Linked DNA regions of Mus musculus: regions 2, 3, 4 and 5 are each linked to region 1. A link is a contact called in public HiChIP or PLAC-seq and promoter capture Hi-C data. All regions are on one chromosome and are shown on one strand. Each heading gives the region's core, a stretch centred on a gene start, on an enhancer-like site or on the middle of the called end of the contact. The rest is flanking DNA. Distances are from core to core; before and after follow the strand shown. Region 1 holds the start of Sec31b (Sec31 homolog B (S. cerevisiae)). Region 2 holds the start of Sfxn3 (sideroflexin 3). Region 3 has its middle 23 kb from the start of Slf2. Region 4 holds the start of Erlin1 (ER lipid raft associated 1). Region 5 holds the start of 4930414N06Rik (RIKEN cDNA 4930414N06 gene).

The links. Promoter capture Hi-C pulls out the DNA fragments that hold promoters and counts their contacts. HiChIP or PLAC-seq counts read pairs in DNA pulled down with a chosen protein or histone mark.
Region 2: a contact with region 1 is called in an H3K4me3 HiChIP or PLAC-seq map of embryonic stem cells, with 10 read pairs. The contact joins the promoter of Sfxn3 here to the promoter of Sec31b in region 1. A contact is called at or near these places in 6 of 39 promoter capture datasets (the 3T3-L1 cell line, the HPC-7 cell line, cranial neural crest and 3 more), 2 of 15 datasets of contacts at CTCF or cohesin (the NIH/3T3 cell line and stem cell-derived epiblast-like cells), 2 of 484 Hi-C or Micro-C datasets (CD4 T cells and rod photoreceptor) and 12 of 115 datasets of contacts at active chromatin or transcription factors (bone marrow-derived macrophages, craniofacial prominence, embryonic forebrain and 6 more).
Region 3: an H3K4me3 HiChIP or PLAC-seq map of stem cell-derived neural progenitor cells shows a contact between it and region 1, with 16 read pairs. The contact joins the enhancer-like site here to the promoter of Sec31b in region 1. A contact is called at or near these places in 7 of 39 promoter capture datasets (the HPC-7 cell line, HPC-7-derived erythroid cells, cranial neural crest and 4 more), 21 of 115 datasets of contacts at active chromatin or transcription factors (the SCID.adh cell line, acute myeloid leukemia, bone marrow-derived macrophages and 15 more) and 2 of 9 other capture datasets (adipose tissue and macrophages).
Region 4: a contact with region 1 is called in a promoter capture Hi-C map of 3T3-L1-derived adipocytes, with 6 times the contacts expected there. The contact joins the promoter of Erlin1 here to the promoter of Sec31b in region 1. A contact is called at or near these places in 6 of 39 promoter capture datasets (3T3-L1-derived adipocytes, cranial neural crest, hippocampal neurons and 3 more), 1 of 484 Hi-C or Micro-C datasets (regulatory T cells), 3 of 115 datasets of contacts at active chromatin or transcription factors (the 230-238 cell line, bone marrow-derived macrophages and stem cell-derived neural progenitor cells) and 3 of 9 other capture datasets (adipose tissue, embryonic stem cells and pancreatic islet).
Region 5: a contact with region 1 is called in an H3K4me3 HiChIP or PLAC-seq map of embryonic stem cells, with 2.6 times the contacts expected there. The contact joins the promoter of 4930414N06Rik here to the promoter of Sec31b in region 1. A contact is called at or near these places in 4 of 39 promoter capture datasets (the 3T3-L1 cell line, liver and stem cell-derived epiblast-like cells) and 11 of 115 datasets of contacts at active chromatin or transcription factors (the 230-238 cell line, embryonic limb bud, embryonic stem cells and 5 more).

The regions. Positions count from the first base shown.
Region 1 is chr19:44,543,469-44,548,167 of GRCm38.p6, forward strand. It overlaps Sec31b (Sec31 homolog B (S. cerevisiae)), which reads right to left and starts at 2,380. Exons shown (of 26, transcript NM_001033343.1): 1 at 2,320-2,380; 2 at 233-344. The coding sequence starts at 311.
Region 2 is chr19:45,044,268-45,049,125 of GRCm38.p6, forward strand. Sfxn3 (sideroflexin 3) reads left to right here and starts at 3,309. Exons shown (of 11, transcript NM_053197.4): 1 at 3,309-3,623; 2 at 4,837-4,858. The coding sequence starts at 4,840. Pdzd7 (PDZ domain containing 7) reads right to left here and starts at 1,505. Exons shown (of 16, transcript NM_001195265.1): 1 at 1,151-1,505. The coding sequence starts at 1,376.
Region 3 is chr19:44,905,635-44,910,374 of GRCm38.p6, forward strand. No RefSeq gene overlaps it. Among named protein-coding and RNA genes, the nearest start is that of Slf2, 23 kb to the right of the region's middle. Within about 2 kb of position 2,482, at least 49 of the 459 cell types and tissues checked have an H3K27ac peak or open chromatin away from gene starts, as enhancers often do. A contact at or near this core is called in adipose tissue, neural stem cells and stem cell-derived neural progenitor cells, where this site is marked.
Region 4 is chr19:44,066,580-44,071,669 of GRCm38.p6, forward strand. Erlin1 (ER lipid raft associated 1) reads right to left here and starts at 3,206. Exons shown (of 12, transcript NM_001164360.1): 1 at 3,112-3,206; 2 at 2,693-2,816; 3 at 1,021-1,102. The coding sequence starts at 2,805.
Region 5 is chr19:44,981,438-44,986,002 of GRCm38.p6, forward strand. It overlaps 4930414N06Rik (RIKEN cDNA 4930414N06 gene), which reads right to left and starts at 3,113. Exons shown (of 3, transcript NR_040294.1): 1 at 3,038-3,113. It overlaps Slf2 (SMC5-SMC6 complex localization factor 2), which reads left to right. Exons shown (of 20, transcript NM_001081225.2): 20 at 1-2,349.

The DNA of each region.
Region 1 (4,699 bases), core at 1,130-3,629:
AGGGAGCGGGGAGGAAACAGAACAGAAGAGAGATAGGAGCATCCTTTTCTCTAGAGGTAACCGCAAGGAAAGCATGAGGTGCCGCCCTCAGGCCCTAGTCCAAGGCTGTTACCAGGTACCCAACCTGACATAATCCTACAGCTGTCTCTCATGGTCATTAAGGAATTCTAGATACTGAGTTTTCCTTTGATGGCTGACTTCTAGTAGCTCCTGGTCTGTCGTGTCATCGTACCTGTGGCCAGATACACAGGGTACTGCCTGGCCGGGCTCCACGCTTGGACAGCTGGCTTCTCAAGTTCTTTCAACTTCATGGTTTCCGGGAAACATATATGACCTTTGGCCCACTAAAAATAGAAATAATAATTAAAAAAAAAATCTTAGGGCCAGTGATCCAGGGAGCGTCTGTGGACACAGAGATGGTCTCTCTTCTCTACAAGATGAAGTAGTCCAGCAAAAAACAGAATGAGAAAAACAAGCTCATCTGACAGTTCGCTTACCCAATGGCTAAAACTGATTATCTAAACTCCCAAGGTCTTTAATCAACATTGGTTACTACAGTTCTACCGACAATAACCATCAAACTAGGTAATTTCTCAGTGACGTTGCCTGATTCCCTTGGTTTTAAATATTGTATCTGTGCCAGGGAACCCTGTATTTATGTCATTGACACACATCTGTCCTCTGAGTACCAATTCCCAAGGGAAATGGATAATTAAATATTTCTAGCTATAATGTACATCTATGATCCAAGCATTCAAGAGGCTGAGGCATTAGAATCATAAGTTCAGGCAAGCCTGGCGTGGACTACATACAAAGTAAGAACTTATCTTAATATATTTAAAATTATAACATTCATAGATATGTGTGTGTGTTGCCTGCATGTATGTCTGTGTACCACACGGGTACCTAATGCCTTCAGAGGCCAGAAGAGAGTGTTGGAGCCCCTGGAACTGGAGCTACAGATGGCTGTGAGCTACAATGTGAGCGCCCCGGGAACCCAGCGGGTGCTCTTACCAACAGAGCCATCTTTTCAGACCCTTTCCTTTTGCGGGAGGGGGCGCATGGTCTCCCGTAGCCCAGACTGGCCTCAAACTTGCTAGGTAACTGAGAATGATCGTCCTGTCTCTACTTGGCAAGTGTGAAGCCCCCACACCGCATTCATTTTAACTCTGTGATTTCCACTTCTAATGTATACTCAAGGTCTCATCCTCACGGGCCAGCGAAAGGGCTGAAAGGTAAAGAAGGACACTTAGAACTATTTGTGACCTGCTTGAGCAACCCAGTCAGGTCAGCCTCACCTATAAAAGCAGGCGATAATAGTACTTAATCTCTATTGTACTTTCCAGCTTGAAAAAAGCTTGGGGCTGTCAGTTAAGCTTGTTTCTGGGAGCTTCTAAACTCCTGAAGCTCCGCTTTATCAGTGACCAGCGAACTACACTATTTCGTCACCAGTGCCACCTGCTGGTCAGAACCATCCTGTACAGAAGCGCAGCGACCAGCAACAGCGCATTTGCCAGGCACAACTAGAAATTTCTATAAATTGTTACTTTGTTTTACATAGAAAACAGCCGGCTAAGCCGCAATGTAAACCCCGTGCTTTTAACCATTATATTAATTTAAGCAAAGCTTTCATGACGTGCTTAAACCATTGACAGAAGGACGGGAGAAATGCTTTTTTTTTTTTTTTTTTTTTTTGGTTTTTTTCGAGACAGGGTTTCTCTTTATAGCCCTGGCTGTCCTGGAACTCACTTTGTAGACCAGGCTGGCCTCGAACTCAGAAATCCGTCTGCTTCTGCCTCCCGAGTGCTGGGATTAAAGGCGTGCGCCACCACGCCCGGCTGAGAAATGCTCTTTTCATCCACTTTGCTCTGAGGCATCATTTTATAAGAAAAACCCTCGTTAGGATCAGAACAGCCAGAGCAGTGGCGGGCTGATAGGGTCGGGGAACCACTATCAGGGAGGACGACCCTTGGCAGTCCAGTCCTTAGGGAGAAGGTCAACACGGCTTCTCGCCTGCTGACTGCCATACAAGGCGCTTGACGGTCAGTTACCACTGGCCAGGGCACCGCGACAGTGTGCAGGCTGAGGGCCCGGTCAAGTCAAGGCTTGGGGGGCAGTCGGAGGCGCGCGCAGCGCTGCTGGACCTCGGCGGGGTTGGGGACACTGTGTGGCAAGGGGAGCGGGACCGGGTCCAGCTGGGGGGATTCGTACTGGTGCTCCAGAGGCGTGGCAGCCCGGGTGTGGTCAAGGCGAGCTCCCCGGCGTCCTCCCGTGGGAGGAGCGGTGCTCCGGGACCCCAGACCCGCAGGGGAAACCCACCTGTTCCGAGCGCCCAGGTCAGGGGTCACAGGCGACCGCCTGGGCCGGTCCTGTCCCAACCAAGGGCGCACCGCGCTGCGGACGGCGGCTGCCGAGGGCCAAAAGTCAATTTGCCCTGGCCACAGCTGGCGACCCACTCCCTCTGCTCGCCTAGCTGAGCTCCTCAACACTAATCTGCACCGAGAGCGATAGCGCAGAGGTTTCCCAGCAGGGCCTGCCTCACTTGCCCTGGGATTGCACAGTTCTAGCCCCCACACCAGTACATGCTAGTCTATTCTATTTGAGTCAGGCTCCTGTGTATAGAAAGGGAAAACACTAATTCAATTTATTATGTAGTTATTAAAGTGAGGGAAGCCCATGAGCTCTCAGTGTGATCTATTTAGCTAAAAAGCAATCGAGGTTGTAAATAGTAGTGGTGCACACTGGAGCCTACTAGTAGAGGGTGTCCACAAACTGATTAACGGCTGTGTGTGGAAAAAGAGACAACTGTGAACCAGGCACTTCATGGAAGATTTCAGGCACATGACATGGGCATTACTCCTTGGAGCTGAAAGAACACTAGGTGATATTTCAGCAAAAAGGGGGGCCAAAGCAGCTAATGGGCATGCTGGCATTTCCCATACAGTAAGTCAAAGAGACTGATCAAGAACAAGTACTGATAGATAAATTGTGGAATACCAATTAATTCTGCGGTTAACAGGGAATTACTGAAAATTATTGGGTCAGAGGCACTAGTGGCAATTGTATTTTGTATCTGGCAGTATGGATCCCTTTGGAGAAAAAAGAGAGGAAGGCAGGGACCCAATTACAAGAGGAATAGAGCAGCCCAGGGACCGGTGAAGAAAGTCAGGATTAATACTGGTGACTGAAGGAGAGCTGCCCTGGCTCTCCTGACTGAGAAAGGAAAGGATTCAAGACAGCCGGGGCCCAAGAGCAAGGGAGACCCGGTGTCGCTGATAACAGAGTTAAAACCTTGAGGCAGAGGAAAAGAGAATGTGAAGATATCACAGATGCTTTTCAAGTTGAGATAACTGTGGAGGTAATTGTGGCAGGTGAAGATGCCCAAGTTGGTTCAAAAGTGCCACTTGATGCATGGTGAGTTCTACCCGGGTCACCTCTGAAACTGGGGTGCCCATTATCTGATGGGCAGTTCTGAAACCAGATAGACACCCATGTGTGGCACCATCTGTGCCAGGACCATTCTTGCTACAACTAAACATTTAACTTTTTTTTTTTTTTAAGTGTCCTATCACAGGTGAGCCGGTGATGGGGGTGGAGTTGGGGAGTGAACAAGGTCTGAGCCTTAGGAACTAGAGGTGTGGATTGGCTGAGAGTGCTTGCTTGCCCTAAGGCTTGAAACCCTGGTTTTATTTCCCAGCACTAGAGAAACCAGTAGTCGTGGTGGCTTCAGGGTGGAGGGTCAAAAGTTCAAGGTCATCTTCAGGTACCCAAGCTACCCAGCAAGTTCAAGGGCACCCAGGGCTACAGGAGATTCTCTCTCTTCCTCTCTCTCTCTCTCTCTCTCTCTCTCTCACACACACACACACACACACACACACACACACAGCTGAACCTTGGAAAGTACTCCCAAATTAGGGAATAAAGCAGAAGTACCAACCACACTGATGGAGCATCACAAAAGAAATCGCACTAAAGTCCTAAGGTTCAAGTCCCAGCACCCACATTGCAGCTTCTAACTGCCTAACTCCAGTCCCAGAATATCCAACATCATTTCCTGGTGGCACACAGCCATATACATTCATATAAATAAATAAATATTTAAGAATGAGATGATTAAAGAGTATATCTTTGTAAAAAAAACTTCTTAAAATGACATTTATTCTGTGTGCAAGTGTGGATGCACACACACTATATATAGCACATGTGCAAAGGTCAGAGGACACCTTGAAGTAATGGATTTTCTCCTCCAACCATGTAGGGCCTAAAGATTGATATCAGGTGTTCACCACATATCTTTACCAACTGAGCCATCTCAGCAGCCCGCAATAAATCTAAGAATTCTTCAAAAAGTAACGTTTTCAGTTCCACTCCCTAATTTTGCACTTTTTAACTGCCCAGATAATCCACTAATGGAGCCCATATCTAAGTTGAATGATGTGATGGTCTGAATAAGAATGGCTCCCAAAGGCTCGTATACCTGAATGCTTGGTCACCAGGGAGTGGGACTCTTTGAAAGGGTTAGAAGGTAAGGAAGCATGTTCGTGTTGGAGGATGTATGTCAATGGGGGTGGGGTTTAAGATCAAAAGCCCATGGCAGGCCCAGTCAGACTCTTATCCATCCGTCCTCCCTACCCACTCACAACCCAGATCAGGATGCAGCTCTCAACTACATCTCCATCATCATGCCTACAATGCTTGC
Region 2 (4,858 bases), core at 2,059-4,558, 500 kb after region 1:
GAAGGAATAAAGGAAAGAAGGAAGGAAGGAAGGAAGAAGAAAGAAAGAGAGAAAGGGTTGTCTGTCCTGCTTTCTAGCTCCTCTGGGTGTTTCTGCTTCTTGGTCAATGGCATTGGTGACCTCAACAGTACCTTGATACTTGCCCGAGGGCGGGGCCTATAGTGGTCACTGACAGTGATAGAAGTGAGCAAGCCAACCATATCCCGGGCAGCTGTCTTTGGAGGGGAACAGAGACTTGTAATTGCATTGGAAGAAACACCAGACCTGAAAAGTCCAGTCTTGGATCCAGCCAGGGGAACCGTGCTGGCTCAGAAAGAGGAGAGGGGTTGGAGATACGGATCGGGTCCTGTCCACAGAGAGCCAGTCCCACAGGGCCTCGCTCCTCTCCTGGCATCTGAGGCTCTGTCTTGCTCACAGGCTCTTTGTCGCCTCACATCTGTCACTGTAGTCTAAGCACCTGCCTCACCATGCTTCCCGCTGTTCACTTCTGACTTTTGCGGGGTGGTAGCTGCAACCTCCCCACCAGCTGTTCTTGTTTGTGTCTTGAAGTTTTGACTATGCTTCATATTCCTGTGAGGTGAAAACTGAGCTTCCTCCCTCTAGGTCCCCTGCAAGACCTAACCGGGGTAGAATCAGAATTGGTGGCCATGGTATAGTGCCAGGCAGCTCATTCTCTCTGAACGACCGAGCTATGGGGCTCTCACTCTCTGCCTCTGTCTCTCATTCCTCCTATCCCCACCCCACCCCCACCCCCTCTCTGCCTTTTCATGGACATTTGCTGCGTGTCTTTTGGCCCCTCTCCCACATTCTGAAGCCTGGACACTGACGCTCTACCGTCCCCCCACAGTACTGGTCACACAAAATTGTTTGGTGGGAGATCTCCATTCTGCTTCACTCCCTAAGGTGGGTTAGGAGAAAGACGGAGTTCAAGGAATGGAGGGGGCTGATTCATCACGCTGCCTATGTATCCCAGGGGCTCACGTATAAGGGCTTTCCTTAGACTATGGTTTCACCTCCCACCTCTGATCCTTCTACAGCCCTGCCGCCCTAAAATAGTGGCTACAGGATAGGCAAGGGTAGATGAAAGATGATCCCGTTACCCGTTGTCCTCAGTGCTCCCATCCAAGTCACTCCCGGGCCCCACACCCACCTTCGATGGGGGAGTTGATGAGGATGACCCGGCCCATGGGCGAGGAGGCTCGAATTCCTCGGGAGGGCCCATTCAGCAGGCGCTGCTGCTTCCTCAGCAGGTATCGTGTTGCTGTGGAGCCTGAGTCGCTGCCCAGGTGGCCTCGGGAGGAGACAGAGCTCAGGGAGCCAGAGCTGAGTTCTCCTAGACCCAGTGGGTCAAAGCCTACCGTGAAACCACGTGCCATAGTAGTGAGACTAGGGCAGTGCCCTACAGATCCGGACAGAGTCTGCCTGCCCTCCGAAGGTTGGCTCTTGGTCTTCCAGGCTCCATGAGCTTTCTCAGTAGGGCTGGAGTCTTAGTAAGGCAGATCTCGCTGAGTCGAAAAATAGTGTTTCTTCTGGCCACCCTGTTCTGGAAAGTCCACAAGACAGAGCAGCTGATCCCAGGCCACTTGGAAGAGAGGGATCTTTCTGATGCAATTTCAGTCTGAATGCTTCTTAGGAGTAGGGCTTCCAGATCTGTGTAGGAAGAACAGGGTTTGGGGAGAGGGATGAGTGCTGTCCCATTACCCTGGCTTCTGCACTTCCTCCTGACTTGAACATCCTGTCCCCCTCTCCCATCCTGGGCCCAGAGGAGATCGGCCCAGTTCTGCACCATCTTGGATTTGGGGATTTGTTTCTACAAGGCCATTGGGACACTTTCCTTCCATTCCTCCCTCCATTCCTCCATTGCTATTCTCAATGGAGTCATCCACCCAGTCTCCGGTCCTCATCTGACACTCAGAGAGTAGAGATGGGGGTCACAGCAGGCTCTTGAGTTTTAAAGAGAGAGAGGAGAATGGGTGCCACACAGTTTACTGCAGCATCTTTCCTGTGTGTATATGTATATGGGTAGGGGCTAGCCTCCCGAGCTGGACTTCAGGACCTGGGATAGCTGCGGTCGAGCTTGCCCCCCACCGCCACCCCCAGGTGAATGTCAGGCTCCAGGCTGCAGTTGTGAGTCTAAAGTCGCTGCAAGACTCTATCCCAGGACTGAGTGATCTTCTGGAGAGAGCCCCACAAATCGCTAGTGCAAAACCAGGGGTCACGCCCTCTAGAGCATTTCTGTAAACCAAAAAACAGACTCCCCCATGTAGGACCTCCTGCCTCGCTACCTCTAGGACTTGGCCACCTCACCTGGTCCCGTGTGCCGCCGCTGCCCTTGTCGCCCGCTGGCGGGCGCGATACAGTGAACTAAGGACCCCGCCCACGCTCCGCGCAGCTGCTGGAATAGAGCTACCCTGCGCGGTCCTGGGATCCCATTGGCTGCTGAGACCGCCAGTCATTCTCTTCTAGCACCTTTGGTAGCCTGTCCGGATTGTAGCTTCTCACCTGTCTGATACCTCTGGGCTCTGCCCGCCCCAACTCTGAACCCCAACTGGTCGTTGGAACCCAGGCTCTGGAACTGGCTGGGTTCCACTGGCTACTAGAATCACGTCTTCTCCGGGCCACGCTAGCTTCCTGAAATTGCCATCCCTTCCGTAGTCATCCCTAAGGTCTCTGTGGGAGAATGTCACAAACGAAAGAGCTGAACCTGAGCCTGAGATCAGCAGGAAGGAAAGCTGGAACATGGCTGTGTCGCCGCTGTGCCCTGGGTGCTGATGGATAAGGGATGTGTGTGTGTAATGCCTTCTTCACCTTCGGAGACACCCTGTTCTGGAAAGGCCGCACGATACAGCAGCTGATCCCAGGCCACTAGGAGAAGAATCTTTCTGATGCGCCTGCTTGGATGCAGGCAGAGATCACGGGAAACTTTGGCCGTGCACATCCCTAGGACTGGGGCGTCAGTTTGTGTACGGATAAGTGTTGGGGGTACAAAAAATTGCTGGCACAGTGGAGCTGGGGATTAGGTGGCAAAGGGGACTGGGAACACAAAAGGGGCACAGATACCACAACAATGTGGCTGGAAAGAGATGCGAATGACGAGGATCTGCAAAAGGAGCCTCTAAGACCTGGAGTAGCAGACCAGGGTGCAAGCAAGGAGAGTCCATTGCCAAGGCAGCAATCAAGTAAACAAGCAGTAATCCGAATCCCTCCGGGCGTTGCACCCTCAGAGGCCCGCCCTCCACGCCGCTCACCCGCACCCAGTGCACCTAGACTGGGTGCTGCGGGGGTGGGTGCCTCCAGAGGCAAGCTAAGGGACTGCAAGCGAAGGAGGCAAGTGGGGCGGCTCCTCCCCTTTTCTCCCTGGTTGGGAAGGAGGCCAGAATTGCTTCCCAGGACTGGGTCGGGTTTGGTCTCAACGGCCTGGTCTGGGAGAATCACTCTGGACATCCACTGTCTCGGAACTCTGCCAAGAGGGGGGGTGGGTCAGGCGAACGAGCTCAGGGAGCCCCCGCCCTTCCCTGCTGCTCAGCGTCACGCGTGACGTCTCGGTGATGGCTGGGAGGAAAGCGGAGAGCGGTGAGGAAGGCGGGTCTGAGAGCTTCTAGAGGCTGAAAACCCCGGAAAGCGTGAGTGCCTGCTGCCTTGGGAATCAGCAAAGTGGAGGGGTGAGGGCTTGGGCTCAGAACAGAAGGCTTGCCTTGAGAGAGGTGCTCTCTCTTATGGGAATTCCATATTGCGTGGTCTGTTAGGATCTGTAGGGCACAAGGAGGGGTTGGTTGAGGCTGTGTGTTAGGCATGCTTTCAAATGTCTGCAACTGATAGATATGGCTGAGCGTGTGTGTGTGTGTGTGTGTGTGTGTGTGTGTGTGTGTGTGTAACGGTACTCTGGTTGGTTGACTAGTGTATACAGTGTGACTCTAACCTGTTTGTGTGCTGGGGAGGGCGTGCCTGTCTTTGTGTATAAGTATGTGAAAGTCGGGTGGGGACGGTGTCTACTGTGAGGGAGGAAGTGGGGTTGGAGGGTATTAGTCACTCTGCAGGATTTTTGCCTAACACAGCCAGATGGCTGTTCTTGGCATTCCTTTTTGTGCTGGGCGGAGGGGCATCCATTGAATCTCGCCCTTTCCTGAGGTTTTTCTGAGGCTCAGAGAGAGTTGGGTGGGTGCCTGCGTCAGTTCTATTCAACCCAGGACCAGGGAGAGCCCGGAGTTATTGTGTAGGAGTGGAAGCAAGTGGGTTTGAGGAGGCTATGTGGGTGCTCACATGTTCACAAATGGCTGCCACTCCAGTGCTGTTTGAGATCTGGTACGGATCAGCCCTCAGGTGCCTAATGTCTCCTCCAATCAGGGGCTTGAGTGTGGGCTGCCTTCTGTCATTTTTCCAAACAGCCTTGGAAGTTTTTATCTAAGTCTTGGGGCAGCTGGGGCCTGAAGCTGGAAAGGGCTTGGGTGTGTTATCCATGTTCTGTGCTCCTATAGCAGGAGCTCAAGATAGCTGCCCCAGATTAGCTGCTGCTGGGGAATCACACACACACACACACACACACACACACACACACACACACACACACTCACACACACGTAAATCTGGCATCAGGCCACAGCGTCAGGAAAGCTATATTCTTGGTTCTGGTCTTCCCTCCGGCTCTTAAGTGGCTGTATGTTCCTGGCTAAAACACTACCTAGGGAACAACTCCTCCCCCACCCTTGTTTATGGATCTGGAGTGACCTTGAGCACCTGCAAGCACTGGTCAGTTTCTGGGGCCAAGGCAGAGCCACCAAAGTGTCTCCCAAGTGAAGGAAGTCCTTGGACCTGACCCTTATTCTTGCTACCTTGCAGAAGATGGGTGACCTGCCCTTAA
Region 3 (4,740 bases), core at 1,232-3,731, 360 kb after region 1:
GTTATTTTATTAATAAGAACCTTAAGGGGGAGACCCCGAGTTCCCTGATTGTCATCTGGCAACCCAGATGAGCCTCCCCACAATTCCCAGTACCAGGTCTCTTTTGGATACCCAGAATTCCTGGCTCCCCACTTTCAGTTCCTTGCCGCTTGGCTACAGAGCACGCTCATGTGTTAGCTTCAGCTAGAGGTCAACTCCATTGCCAGAACCTACCATGCAGGCTCTTCTGAGGACCTGGTCCCCAGATCTGGGATTTGTGACAAGCCTGCTCTGTACCGCGGATGGGGGTACTCTCTAGGCCTCTGGACAGAAAGGTATTTCCTTGTCCCGCTTCCCTACTGGCTTCTGTCTCTCTTCCGGAGTTCAGTGGACCTAATCCAACTACACTGGCCTCAAGGATTTATCTACAGTTTCTTCCAATTAAGATCTTGGGTTCGTGGTCTGCTTGGGTACTTTAAAGGCAGCCCCTTTAAAATGCTTGTCCTATCGCATTCAAATGCCTACTGAGCCAGACTGAGCTTCCTATATTCTGTCACTCTATTGGACACCAGTAAATACCACTGCCAACAAGAATCCAAAGCCCTTCTCTCAGAGAAGAGTGAGACATGCCGGGTGATAACTCTGTCATCTCTAGATCGAGGCTCAGCCAAGGTCTACTTTCCCGTGGCCCCTTATTCCTAGGAAACTCCTTGGCTGGCCCACCAGCACCTCAGTCTCCACTAGCCAAATTTCCTCTAATCTACCACCTGCACATTTCCAGACAACTAGGATCTACTAAGCCAACTTTGGGGTCAAACCCTAGTTCTCTGATGTCTTAGCTGAATGGCCTCAGTCAGATCATTTTGAGGGAATAAGAGTTAAACAGATCCCAAATGAGCAGACAGGGAGATGGGCCCCAGATAGACAATAAAGATAAGATGACAAACTTCTGGTTTCTTCTTGACTTTCAACAAAGGCCCAACAGCTTAAGACAAAAGCCTGCCTGGCTTTTTCTCTTCTAGGCCCCCTTGCTGGCAGACTGGGCTAATAAGTTCAAGGCCAGACCAGCACGTGTTTATCCAAAAGTTGTATCAGGCTCCCTGTCTTTGTTTAAATTGAACACACCTAACTTAGGTGACAAAGACCCCCTCAAAGACCATCTAAAGTCCCCAACCCTTGAGGAGAGACCAGATTTTAGGATCCCCGCCCCCCCTGCTTTTCAGTGGCTCTTCCTGTGTGCCTTACTGTCTGTGTTTCTTTGTTCCTAACAAAGACTTTTTTCAAACGCTGATTCTGTGTTGTGTCTGAGATTTTTTTTCCCCACTGCCACCTGTTGTATTCCGGAGTTTTTATGCCTTTTAATATGGGGATTGGGGAGTGAGATAGAGTTTCTCTGTGTGGTCCTGGCTATCCTAGACCAGGCTGACCTCGAAAAGTGGACCCTAGCAATTTAACCTAAACCGCTTAAAAGAAAAGTCATTTCTTTCCTTTCTCCACGTGGGCTCCTGTGATCAGACTCAGGTTGTCTGCTTGCAGGCAAGCTCCCTTACTTACCCCGAGCTATCCCGGTGCCCCTGAACTCGTATGTTAATGGAATGTGCTTAAGTGTTTTGTCTTTCTCGGAATTGATGTGGGAGCTTAAATGTCATCTTGTAAGTTACCTAGCATTTTGCCTAACACATAATAGGAAGATTTAAAAAAAAAAAAAAAAAGTTGATACACTTTTTTTTTCCCGAAACAGGGTTTCTCTCTATAACAGCCATGGATGTCCTAGAACTCTCTTTATAGACCAGACTGGCCTCAGACTCAGAGATCCACCTGCCTTTGACTCTAGAAAGCTGAGATTAAAGGTGTGTGCCACCAAACCTGGCCATAAATCTTTCTTAAACAAACTGGTGTCCACTGAAGCTCACTTATATTTCCTGTTTCCTGAAAACTCTGTTACCACAGAGCAAAAGCAATATCCTCATAGAATCATTGAAAGCAATATCCTCATAGAATCATTGAGATCCGTGTGATAGTCTCATTATAGATCAGGAAACTCAGTCTTTCAAACTTGATTGCACTCTTTTACTCTTAGGACCAGGGACTGTTTCTTGTTGCCCATAAAGATGTTTTCTGAGCTTAAGGTGGAGGGTGTCAGAACTTGAACCAGAGAAAATTCTCTAAGTTCATGTCAAGGCTGATAACAATTTTTCTTCTCTTCGAGGGACTATCTTGAGAGTTCACAGGAAGGTAAGTCCAGGCCCTTGTCCAGAGAACCTTCACAGATGGCCTGGCCACCATCCATATGACATACTTGGTCTCCTCTATAAGGAACATCCGGGAATTGTTGCCTGTTCGCCCATTTGGAACTGATCTACACTGGGTACAGAGTTCACACATAATGAAGTCTAGGATCTACTCCCCATGCTGCTGGGCGGGGGGCTACATGATTCAGTGGGTCACTGGAAATTTGTATGTCTTTCCCAGGCTGGGAAGAAGCAGCAGTGGCCTAGCAACCAGGGAATCTGCCTAGCAACGAGGGTGTGAGGCAGCCTCTGCTGGAACTGTTTGGAATGGCTGACGAATAGGCAGAGGGGAAAGACTTTTCCTGGATTTTGTCAAGCTGGGGAGTCTCAAGCCAAGAAGAGAAGGGAGATCTCTAGGGATCCAAAGAGCCGTGGGGGAGGCGGGGCAAACACAAAGTCAGCATGTCTGGAGATGTTACAGACCCAGGCTAGAAAAGGCCTCATGTTCCCCCACACCCACCCCCACCCCCGGTTTGCTCAGAAAAAAGGTGGCCTTCGAACTGCTACCAGGAGGAAGCTAGGAAGCTGACATCCCAGTGTGGACACATATGAAGAGTCTCCACCTCTCCTGTGCTCTGGTTTGCAAGGGCGCATACAGCATGTTCACGTGCGCTGCTGACCTGGAATTGTTCAACTCAGGAAACCGCACGTCCTCAGAAAGGATAAAGACCTACATTCCTTACAATGAGCCCACAGGCAGCCTAAAGGACTTTCCAAACAGTCTGTCTAGTAAGGAACCATTAAGAAAACCCGAAGCTGGTCTGGCTTCAATCATTTGCCCACTTTTGCCTATCCATCACAGGACAAGGGGCTGGACATGCCCCACTGTGAACTCAAGACCCTCCCCCGAAGAGAAAAATTGTCATCAGCCTTTGACCTGATTAATAATTAAAACCGCTGAGTTTGAACTGCCCCTAACAGTGAGGTTCTCCAAACCCCCAGAAAACCTTAACAAATAACCCGGCTGCTGGGGGAGAGAGGAAGCTCTTTTCACTAGACAAACTGACAATTAGCCGCTATTGAAAATCCCCCTCCAGTCTTAGCATATTGGTTCTCCTTTGAAAGTGGCTCGGCATGGGGTGGAATTTTTGGCCTTGAGTTGGGAACTACTGTGCATAAAATCAAAGAATGGAAGCCAGCAGTTGAGAGAATAGAGGCTATTTGGGGATTAGTGATTTCAGGAGTTAGACTTCTAATAACTTGGTGAGTGGTGGGTTAGGAATGTCCTCCAGGAGCATCAGGCCGTCAACTCGGTGGGACATGTCCTCACATTGAACTGGAAAGCATGAGTCACTCACTACCCCAGAGATCCGAAATACAAAATGGCAGGAAATAACTGCAACTCAGCAGCGCCACATGGCAAGCAGCATTTTATAACGGCTGCAGGCAACATCTCAACGCTTGCAGTCTTGGGGTTACGTGTGAGACCCCAAGTTGGGCTCCAAGTTTTCTCCCCAAAGAGCCACAAATACAGAGCAAAGCCCCCCATTAGGGAACACACTGATGGAGAACAAAGGAGAGCGGATGAGATGGGAGAAGGAGAAGGAGGGAGCAGGCATCCAAACTGCTCATTTTCCCCTAGGAAGCATAAGGCCCAGCCACTACGGTGGGTGAGCAAAGCAAATTGGTAATGGGTGATCCAGATTGCATTGTGGAGTCTTGCCTGCTTTCCAGGCACTTACTGAACTTTTATAACTCTTTTGGGGGTAAGGCAGAAAAAAACCCATAGTTTCTTATTGACCAGTTGGGGAGAGGGAGTCTAAGCTGGCTGGCCCAAGTCTGTTGCTTCTCCACACAGAGCAGTCCACACAGAGATGCTTTTAATAAATTTATTAAGGGAGAAGGGCTTAGAAAATATCATGTGATTAACAGCTGCAGAAGCTTCAAGATTGCAAAAGCCCAGTCTAGAAAGCACTAGAAAATCATTTCTTTTTTCAGAGAGGGAAAGAAGATGGCAGAGACCACACAGACCACTCGTCATCCTGTGCATGCAGGAGGGGGAGAAAGCCTTTGTGATGGTGGGTTGCTGTTTTATTCTTATTTATCTTGATTGAAATACTGCTTAGAACAGTAAAACAAAAAATTCTCAAGTATAAGAGTTAAAAAATAGGTATGTGAATTCATACAATCCTTGGTCAGGAGAAAAACATAGCATAAGCCATCCCAGAAGGGCCCCTTGTCCCCTTGTGGCCAATATGTACTCACCTCCCTGTCTTAGTCAGGTTTCTATTCCTGCACAAACATCATGACCAAGAAGCAAGTTGGGGAAGAAAGGGTTTATTCGGCTTACACTTCCATACTGCTGTTCATCACCAAAGGAAGTCAGGACTGGAACTCAAGCAGGTCAGGAAGCAGAAGCTGATGCAGAAGCCATGGAGGGATGTTCTTTACTGTAAACCCAATAAACCCTTTTCTCCCCAACTTGCTTCTTGGTCATGATGTTTGTGCAGGAATAGAAACCCTGACTAAG
Region 4 (5,090 bases), core at 1,956-4,455, 480 kb before region 1:
GAGTAATATAAAATAATTGTTCTAAGGGAAAAGGTTTTATAACCTAAAACATTTCTCTTTTTTCTTTTGTTTAAAAATATATCAATTCATTCTATTACAGTGATACTAAGTGTTAATTGTATTGCTATACATAAGATACGGTTTTAAAAAAGAACCTTCAAAAGTGTGAGTCAAATATGGGAAGCCAATCTGGAAATCATTGTGACTAGAAAAAGAACCCGGGCCTCACCACGTTCACCAGCTTCGCCAGGCCTCACTTTAATAGGCACAATACTTCCGTAAGCCATTGAGAAGGGACAGAAAAGAAACCAAGGAGAACTGGCTATTCACAGTTGCTCTCACTTAGCACAAAACTGAAGGCTAACATGAGAATATGAATAATACCGACTTCTCCTGTTTCCTGAAAACTCTGCAGCAGATTTGAAATAAAACTGAATTCAAACATTTATGATCCCACTGAGGTTACAGAATCAGCGAGAACCCAATCCTGCTCTGCATTCTTGTGATGTCAGAGTTATTTATTAAGTACGGCCTAGGACCATGATACTTTTTGCAAGAACGAGATTTGTATTTCAAACATTCTGAAACACTGTCAAAGTACCACATTCATTCAGGTGCCTCATAAATTTGCATTTAATTTACCAAGCAAAAATGTGAGGCTGAAAAGCTGTGTATTGAAATGTATTCCTCCATGTTAGCAGTAGGCTGGGAGCCTGCCTCTGTAGAAACCAAACAGTTCTAAACCAAGGTATCACTAATTTGTATTCCTAATTGTGTTTTCAATTCTTCTTTTGTTTTGACTTCAGTAACAGAAAACCTGCTAATACCATTAGCCAGAAGGCAGTCTTGGCAAGGCAGTTTGACATCATGACTTGTGCTGTGACAGTTGTACTATGAACTTTCACTTCCCATCTGAGTAAATACCAACGTTTGCTTAAGCAATAAGGAACTCCGTCTCCACCCACCAGTGCGGTAACTCCTGTCACACCTGTCTATCTGGAATCCCTAGGAGTCACTCACCTGCACAGATCTGAATGTTGTAATGAAAGGCAACATGATATGATAGCCTGGTCCACTGGGGCTCGTTAGCAAAGCTCCTCCCCTGCAAAAAGACGTTCCAGTTGACAAAACTGTTCGGATCTCTTTTCAACTTAAAATGCTATAACAAACATTCACTCATATTCATGTTACTAACCTACTACCCTCACAACAGAGTGACTCAACAACTGCTACTTCAAACATCCATCACATTTAAAAGTGTGAAAATGCATCCAAGTCCACTGCCAATATTGCACCCTGTTTCATAAGCTCCACCAACCACACCTCTGCGTCTCTAGCACTGCTCTTGGGTTCAAAAGATCCTCTCTGGTCTTTAGTTTGCCGATAAATACTTATGGAAAAAATTCTAATGACTCTCAATTAATGACACATAACAAGAGACAAATCAAAACAATACATTTAATCGCTAAGTTTAAAAAAGGAAAAAACCAAACTTTCAAGGAAGAAGAAACTTTCTGAGGCTAATGGTTCTTTCAATACATGAGTCCAATCCTAGGGGGATGGTTTCTGTCTAAAGGTAACAAAAACCTAGCATGGAAAGACAGACAGCGAAAGGGTTGAGTTGACAGCTGAGAGAGGGGCTTGTTTATCAAACTCTGTAGTATGTGAACGGTGAAAGCACCCCCTGCAAATTTGGGACAAATACAACACAAAGTCCTACTTTACACAACGAATAGTAAGTTCCCACAACATTCATCCTTGTCCTAAGTCATAACTCAAAAGATGAACCTTTGCAGGTTCATTAGTCATTTTTTTTGGAGTGGTATCTCCGTATGTTCTCTTCGTGGTTTTCCTGTCAGAAGGACAGTGATAAACTGGATGGAAATGTGGTCCAGGCTGGTATTTCTTATGCTAGAACTCCATCTGTTAAGACATACCACCAAAAGTATGTATTTTCTAGGATTCTGGACTGATCTAAAAGTAGAAATACCAGTTTAGGGGGCATGATGGAAATATTCAAAAATCTGCTTGTTTCAGAATAAACCACTATCCCAAGTTGTCCACAAACTGGCTTCTCTTCCCAGCTTATACCACGAGGACCTGGTGGGAAGTTAGACTTGATTTATGCCAAATCAGGTGGATGGCAACTGAGTCCACACTCTTTTTCACCTTGACTTGAAAAAAAAAAAGTGAGAAAAGTGGCCTGCAAATGTGGTTTTTGTCTCTTGGCCTTTAGGGATATATGACATTGCTCTGGTCATGAAGACTTTGGGGGACATAACCAGACAATGGGAGATTTTTTAATGAAGAAGAAAAAACCCAACTTAGTGTTGGGGAGAACTGTCTTTATGTAAGACAGAGATCCGGAAAAAATCCACAGCGGCAAACTAAACACCTGTGCAGTTGTGCGGACTATGAGAAGTCATCTCGGTTGCAGTGACTACTTCCGTGCCCCCTAAGGTGTCTTCAATTCTGTACAGAACGAACTTGGCACTAAACTGCCCCGACAACGGAAAAGTGCCCCGCCAAAGGTTAACTCCCGGCAGCTGGGATGAAACCACTTCCCAGGCAGGGCTGGAAGCAGCTCCCCTGACGCCGCGGAAAAGAGCAACTTCCCAGACTTCGCTGTGACCCATTGGACCCTTCCACTGTGCTTCTAGAACCATCGCGGGCTGCACAGGGCGGCGCTCACCTGTAGTACACGGCCAAGTGTCCCTCTTCGATCTTGTGGATGGAGGCGTACAGGAGGATCGCCACCAACCCCACCACTGCAGCCACCAGAAGCCGGGCTTGAGTCATATTCATCCTTGTTCCTCCTGAGCATGGGGAGAAGAGGAACCTCAGTCCGTTGAGTGACAGGCCAGTCCCCACCCAGGGAAGAGCCCGCGTACGGTCGCGGGCGGCTGAGGCGGGAAGCCCCGCGCTCCGGCCCCGGGCTCTCTCTCTCTCTCTCTCAGCTAAGCGCTCCCCTCGCCAACCCCCTGCGCGGGTGCCCCCGGCTCGGCGTACGTCGTGACACCTCTTCCCCGACTCCCCAAGCGTTAGGTCCCGACTGAGGGCGGCCTTGATCGCAGGCACTCGGAGGACCGCGACCCCCGAGCCTCGCCTCACCGGTCAGTGACGCATCGCCCCCGCCCGCACGTGCAGCCGCCACCCGGCCCCGCCAACTGCTGCCAACAGCCGGCCCCGCCCACCTGCCCGGTACTGCGGCTGCGCGGGGACGCAGGCGACGCAGCCCCCGCCCGCGACTCGCGAGACGGTGCGCGGGCGGGACAAAATTGGCCCCGGGTGCGCGCACAGTGTAGTGATTCTAAGTGCCCAGACGAGGACCAAGTCTCCTGGGGTGGGTCACTCGGACAGACGCTGGTTGAGGCATGCTAGTGCACAGGACCAGCCCCTCAGTGTAGGAGTTGTTCCTGCATCCTTTTGTGGTTCGTCCCTAGTCCAACTGGCAAGCACATTCTCCAGGTACACACCCTGCACTAGGGAAACTACCAGACCAGTCTCAAGGAATCAGGGGTTCGAGTTCAGAAGAGGAAGCTATTCAACCAGAATTAACCATTCAGACTTGGCCTGAATATTTATTTTGTGCCAGAATGCTACACCAGAGTGCTTTCTGAAAGCCACCCAGAAACAGGATCAGAATGATATATGTATGTTGAATGTGGAGGTCGGGATTGTCTTGTAGGCCAAAATGAGTAGTGAACGCTTGAGTTTTCATGACGGCGATAAGGTTGAAAGGAGTTGTATGGCAAGATAGGCTAGAACCAGATTTACAAAGTCTAGGATCCATTTTTCTGCTGATAGAGAAAATGTATGACAAGAAGACAGTGACTTCATTTATGGCTGTTAGGCCTGCATGCATGTCAGTCACTATCTGTGTGCCTGGTGCCCTCAGCAGTCACAAGAGGGCATTGAATCCCGTGGAACCAGAGTTAAAGGCTGTTGTGAACTGCCACATCGGTGCTGGGAATCGACCTTTTTTTTTTTTCACTGTATTTTAACATTCTATACCACGTGGACCTGGTGAGATAGCTCAGTGGGTAGAGGAGTTTGTGAACTCCTGAGGACTTCATTTTCACCCTAGACCTCACACAGAAGTGAAAAGCAGAGAACTGACTCCACAAGTTGTCCTCTGATCTCCACACATAAAGGTCCATGCCCCACACCACACACCAACACACACAATAATTAATAATCATAAAAGGTTTAGGGAATAAACCCACACCATGTGCATGTATTACAAAACAAAAACTAAAAGGAAAGGGTAGAGTTTAGAGATATAGGGACACATGGGAAATAAGGGCATTCTATTTCACTAAGGGCAGAGACAACTAGAAAAGGTTAACAAGGTTGGAAGGATTACCAAACTCCTGTGCAGGAAAATACCAGAAAGCAGTGCTTTTGGGGCATTGTATCTGTAACTGGCTGAGAGTGAAGACAGACAGGAAACTGGGAAACGGATATACAACAGCAAATACAAGGTTATGTATGATGCTAGTAACAAAGAGAATGACAGGCAAGAGAATCAATTCAGGCCTTTGTAAGAGCAAATCTAGCCACACCCCTTCAATACATGCACTAACCTGTATCGTGCATTTGATTTTTATTACCACGGAATGTATGGGACCTTGTTTGTTGCAGACCAATATTACAGTTTAGCTATTTTCATCTCCTCTGGTCCCCTTTGTTGGTATTCTGTCTAAGCTCCACTCTTACAGTTCCTGGCAGCAGCCACATATGCTCCCCCACCACCCCCCAGTTACCTGGCAACAGCCAGGTAGGCGTGGCCCCATAAAAGGGGCTGCTTGGCTCCTCCTCTCACTCTTAAGCTCTTGCCTCTCTTACCTCTTGCCTCCTTGTTTCCCATCCCGTTCCCCTGCCCCCCTCCAGGTGGCCATGGCCTGTCCCTACTTCTCTACTCTCTGCCATTCTCTGCCTCTACTACCCTCTTAACTCCCCTCCCCGTGCCCTAAATAAACTCTATTCTATACTATATTGGTGTGTGTCTGGTCCCTCAGGGGGAGGGGATGCCTTGGCAATGGGCCCGCTGAGGCACCCCCTTCCCCAACATTGTGCCAGAACATATT
Region 5 (4,565 bases), core at 1,863-4,362, 440 kb after region 1:
GGACATGCATGTGAGTGTGTGTGTGTGTGTGTGTGTGTGTGTGTGTGTGTGTGTGTGTGTGTGTGTGTGCACGCGCGCGTTCGCGCACATGTACACGCACACTCAAGTTTGTATCTTGAAGTTGTTGCACTTGAAAACCACAGCTGCTCTAAATTCTTTTAAACACTGGAAAGCCATCCTTTAGTTTAGATGGTCGAGGGTTAGCAGAGGTGCACATGCTAGATTGAGCCTTAGGCCCTTTGAAAACTTTGGTAGTGACACTCCTGTTGACAGGTGTCAGTTTGGGGAGGTTTGCTTCCTAAAAAGGATGCCAACTGCTTATTCTTTGACTATTGGCTGGAGCAAGTGGCTTGCTCCCTCTTGAGCATGCTAATGTGTGTGTGGGTCCAGGTCAGGTGGTGGAAAAGGGAACTGGGCTCAGTGTTAAGGTTTGAGAGGAGAAAATAAGTTCTGAGAGCTAACTCTTTCTACCTCTAAACTGAGGCTTAGGAATAAAAACCATTGTATCTTAAATTCATCATTTAAATTAGCATTAGCGACTTTATAGCTCCTGTCAAGCATTGGGCAGTTAGAGATTTTATAGAGAAGACTACACAAATCACATTTTCAAGAATTGAGGCTGATCGAGGCTCCAAGAGTCAGACCAACAAGTTTTATTCTGTGTTGAGTTTACTGGTAAGAATATTGTCTTGATGCTACCTCTCAAGGGTATTGTTACAAATGCCACTATGGTTAAAGAGATAGATACGAAGAGCTATATTTGACTGAAGCTTGAAACTCTGGCATCTATCTGCCCAACGGTGGGGCTCTCACTCTGTAATTTAATCCTTGTAGATACATTGTTTGTGTGTAATTTTATAAGTGTTCATATTTTTCTCATTTTGCATTGTGTAAAGTGTACAAAATCTCAAAGTATAAAAATCTGCTTATATTGCTTGTAATTACAGTGTGTAAATATTTTCTATTGTGTACATTGACGGGGACAAGTGGGTTATTCAGGTTTTTAAGTGATCCTTTTATATTGCAGTTTCAACCAATAACCACCCATCAAATTTAAAACCACTTTGATACATTCTTATTTAGCAGGTCCTATAAGAATAAAATCTCTATTTTCAATTGTCTTTCTCCACTAGAGAAAAATACTTTATCTGTCCCTTTAAAATAAATGGCCAGACATCAGTTTCGGCCTCTGAATTTATGACTCTGGTAGCAGCCTTCAGTCTCCGGGTCAGAGTCCAGTCAGTATTTACATTTGGGTTCTTGTGGAAATGTTGTGGTTCTATTTTAGCACAAGTAGCTCATGGTTTTTAATCCCAAATCAAGTATTTTCCATCTTCTGAGTCCCTGTGCGTTGTCTCCCTCTGTCTGTTGTTGCCCAGAAAGTGGGATGGTAGCGAGGGAGGAAGTGCTCGCTGCACAGAGACTGTCAGGCCATACTTGGGACTGGGCAAACGAGCTTGCACTGAGCGGTGGTGTGTTTGGCAATATTACTGTGCCAAAAATAATCCTTGTCTCATTTTCTGGATGTGTGATGTCAAACTTTTTACCCTTACTGCAAGCTGAACATTAAAGTACTTGTGTTTATGCTTTTGTGTGTAACTGTTTGCCTTTCCTGACCTGCTTTTCTTGTTACCTGAAAGTACAGTTCTGTAACACATGTCAAGTGAAAAGGTTTTCCATGCTCAAGATCACCTGTGTAGCTCTGCAGTCAGTGTTGTGCATTGTTTTGTCTCTGTCCTGATGGCAACGGTGCCTTTGTCACCTTTCAGAAGGTTGGCTTTTTTTTTTTTTTAATGCAAGTAATAGCTTGCTTCGACTTCACAAAAAAAAAAAAAAAAAGAAAAGTGAAATATATATATATATCCCCAGTAATGATAGATAAGTTACCACCCAGGCTCTGTTTTTTGTTTGTTTGGCTTTTTGTTTTGTTTTGTTTTCTTCCCCTTTCCCCCCAATCAGAACAGACACAGTTGGTGGGGACAGTAATGTGTGGAGTCTTGAAACCAGGAGTGTTTTTCCATTTACAAACTGACTCATCGCCAAGCGGCTGGGTTGGAGAACTTTCTTGGCTTGTCTCTCAGGAGGCAAGGGTCTGCTACAGGTGGTGGGGGCGTGAGTCAGCACAATCCCATCTCGTGGCTATGCCTACTCTATGGTGCAGGCGCACCTCATCTGTGCCTCAGTTTCCCCGGGGCATTCTTGTCAGCCAGTTAATCTACTAGCTCTTAGGCAGTAAATGCAATGTGTTGTGGTTTGGTTTTTTTTTTTCCTTTAAAATTTTATACTGTCTTGTTTAAAGTCTTCTGAATGTATGTGTATGTGTTATTAAAACTTTTTTCTCAGCTTAAACGTGTCTGGCAACTTTTGATTGAGTAGTAGAGGTGGTTGAGTATCTAAAATACCCTGCTTTAAACTTGTTTTTAGGGGGCTGGAGAAATGGCTCAGTGGTTAAAAGCACTGACTGTTCTTCCAAAGGTCCTGAGTTCAAATCCCAGCAACCACATGGTAGCTCACAACCATCGTAATGGGGTCTGATGCCCTCTTCTGGTGTGTCTGAAGACAGCTACAGAGTACTTACATATAATAATAAATCTTAAAAAAACAAACAAACTTGTTTTTAGCTTGATGCCTTCTTTTAATCTGTGGGAAACGGAAACGGGCACAGCTCTCCACAGTTTATGTTTACAAAACCCAATTAATAATGTGCTGTGTGCTTTACAGGCAGGGTTTTTTGTTTTTTGTTTTGGGTTTTTTTTTTTTTTTTTTTTTTTTTTTGGTTTTTGAGGTAGGGTTTCTCTGTATAGCCCTGGCTGTCCTGGAACTAACTCACTTTGTAGACCAGGCTGGCCTCAAACTCAGAAATCCGCCTGCCTCTGCTTCCAAAATGCTGGGATTAAAGGCGTGCGCCACCACTCCTGGATTGCAGTCAGGAATTTAATAATCTCATTCTTAGCTCATCCTGCACATCCGTTTGGCTGCTCTTGCCTACCTACGTGTTAGGGTTTGGTGGTGAACAACACAAAATCATGGCTCTTACCTGATGGTATCGGGGGAAACAGGAGAGGAAGAAATACCCTTCATCTGGGTGTCTCTAAAATTCTAGAACCCAGAATCAAGAAAGGTGATGCCATACAGTGCAGAGCCACTTGTGACCTGGCAGGTGGGTTTATGACATGCCAGCTGTGGAAAGGCTGACACTCATAACAAACCTAGTACCTCATAGAAGGCTTAGGCATAGTTGCCAGGCCCCCAGTGCTGCAGCTGTTTTCTCCTTTAGGGTAAACTAGGTTGGAAAGATGGATGCTGACAGCCCAGGTAGAAGTAGACAGGTGCAAATACTAGGGATAGTCGCGGTGTTTGAGGAAAAGACCTAGGCTTGGCCTCAGGTCCCAAGGTTCACCATACTGGCCATTTGACCTTTGTTGGCATCTGAGTTTCTTCTATTGAAAGGAATAACTCTATTTCATGTTTTGTGAGGATTCACATACATGGCAGTAACTCAGCACAATGCCTGGCATGCAACATGAACAGAACAAAGGGAGGCAAGATGGAGACTAAGATTGTAATCACCTTTATCCCAGCACGGAGGAGGCAGAGGCAGGCAGAGCTCTGAGTTCAAGGACAGCCAGGGCTACATGGAGAAACCCTGTCTCAAAGACAAATTTAATGGAGCTGGAGAAGATCAACAGTTAACTGGAGATTGCTCTTCCAGAGGCTCTGGGTTCAAAGCCCATCACCCATGTGATGGCTAACGAATGTAACTCTAGTTCCAAAGCCTCCTATGCCCTCTTCTAGCCTTTACAGGCAAAACACCCATGCACATAAAATAGTTAATTTTTAAAAGAAAATTGACCAGAAGCAGCCATCTGTGGGTGTGCTTACTTGTAAATCAGGTCTTATCTTCCAACAGTGATAGCTGGAGAGTATTGTACCTTCAGACTCTGGGAACTCTGGATACTTCCCTGTTCCTGCTGCCAAAAATATGTTAAATAAATAAACCATGCATGTTGGCCTGGTGCAATCACTAATACCGATGATCCCAGCACATGGGAGGCAGAGGCAGGAGGATCACAGATTTTGAGGCCATCCTGCACTCAGACACAGTTTTAATCACCCAGCATGCTTGACGGTGGTGGATGGTTTCCCAGCATCTGCAGACATGTTCTGACACTTCCTTCTAGCTAACCAGGCCTGGAAATCAGGAGAAGGCAAACCAGAAGGTCCAGCTTTGGATCTAACTCCAAGACAAGTGGCTAGGATTCTGGAAAACTTTAACTGGCAAAACAGGCTTCTGGGGCACAGTAAGATTACAGCATTGTTGGATAGGTGTCAGTCGCTACTAAGGAAGTACCACGTGGCCAAAAGATCACACTCTCCATAAGGAGAGTGCTGAACAACAATGGCAAAGCAGGAGCAAAGGCCACCACAGTGAACAGGAGACAGGGCATCTTGACTAGGGCAGGTTTCTCATGCCTCAGGGACCTCTATCTGAGGTCCTTCCTCTTCCTGTGTCACCAATACAATGTGACTTTTGTGTGCCAGTCCTGAGCTCTGTGTGTGTGTGT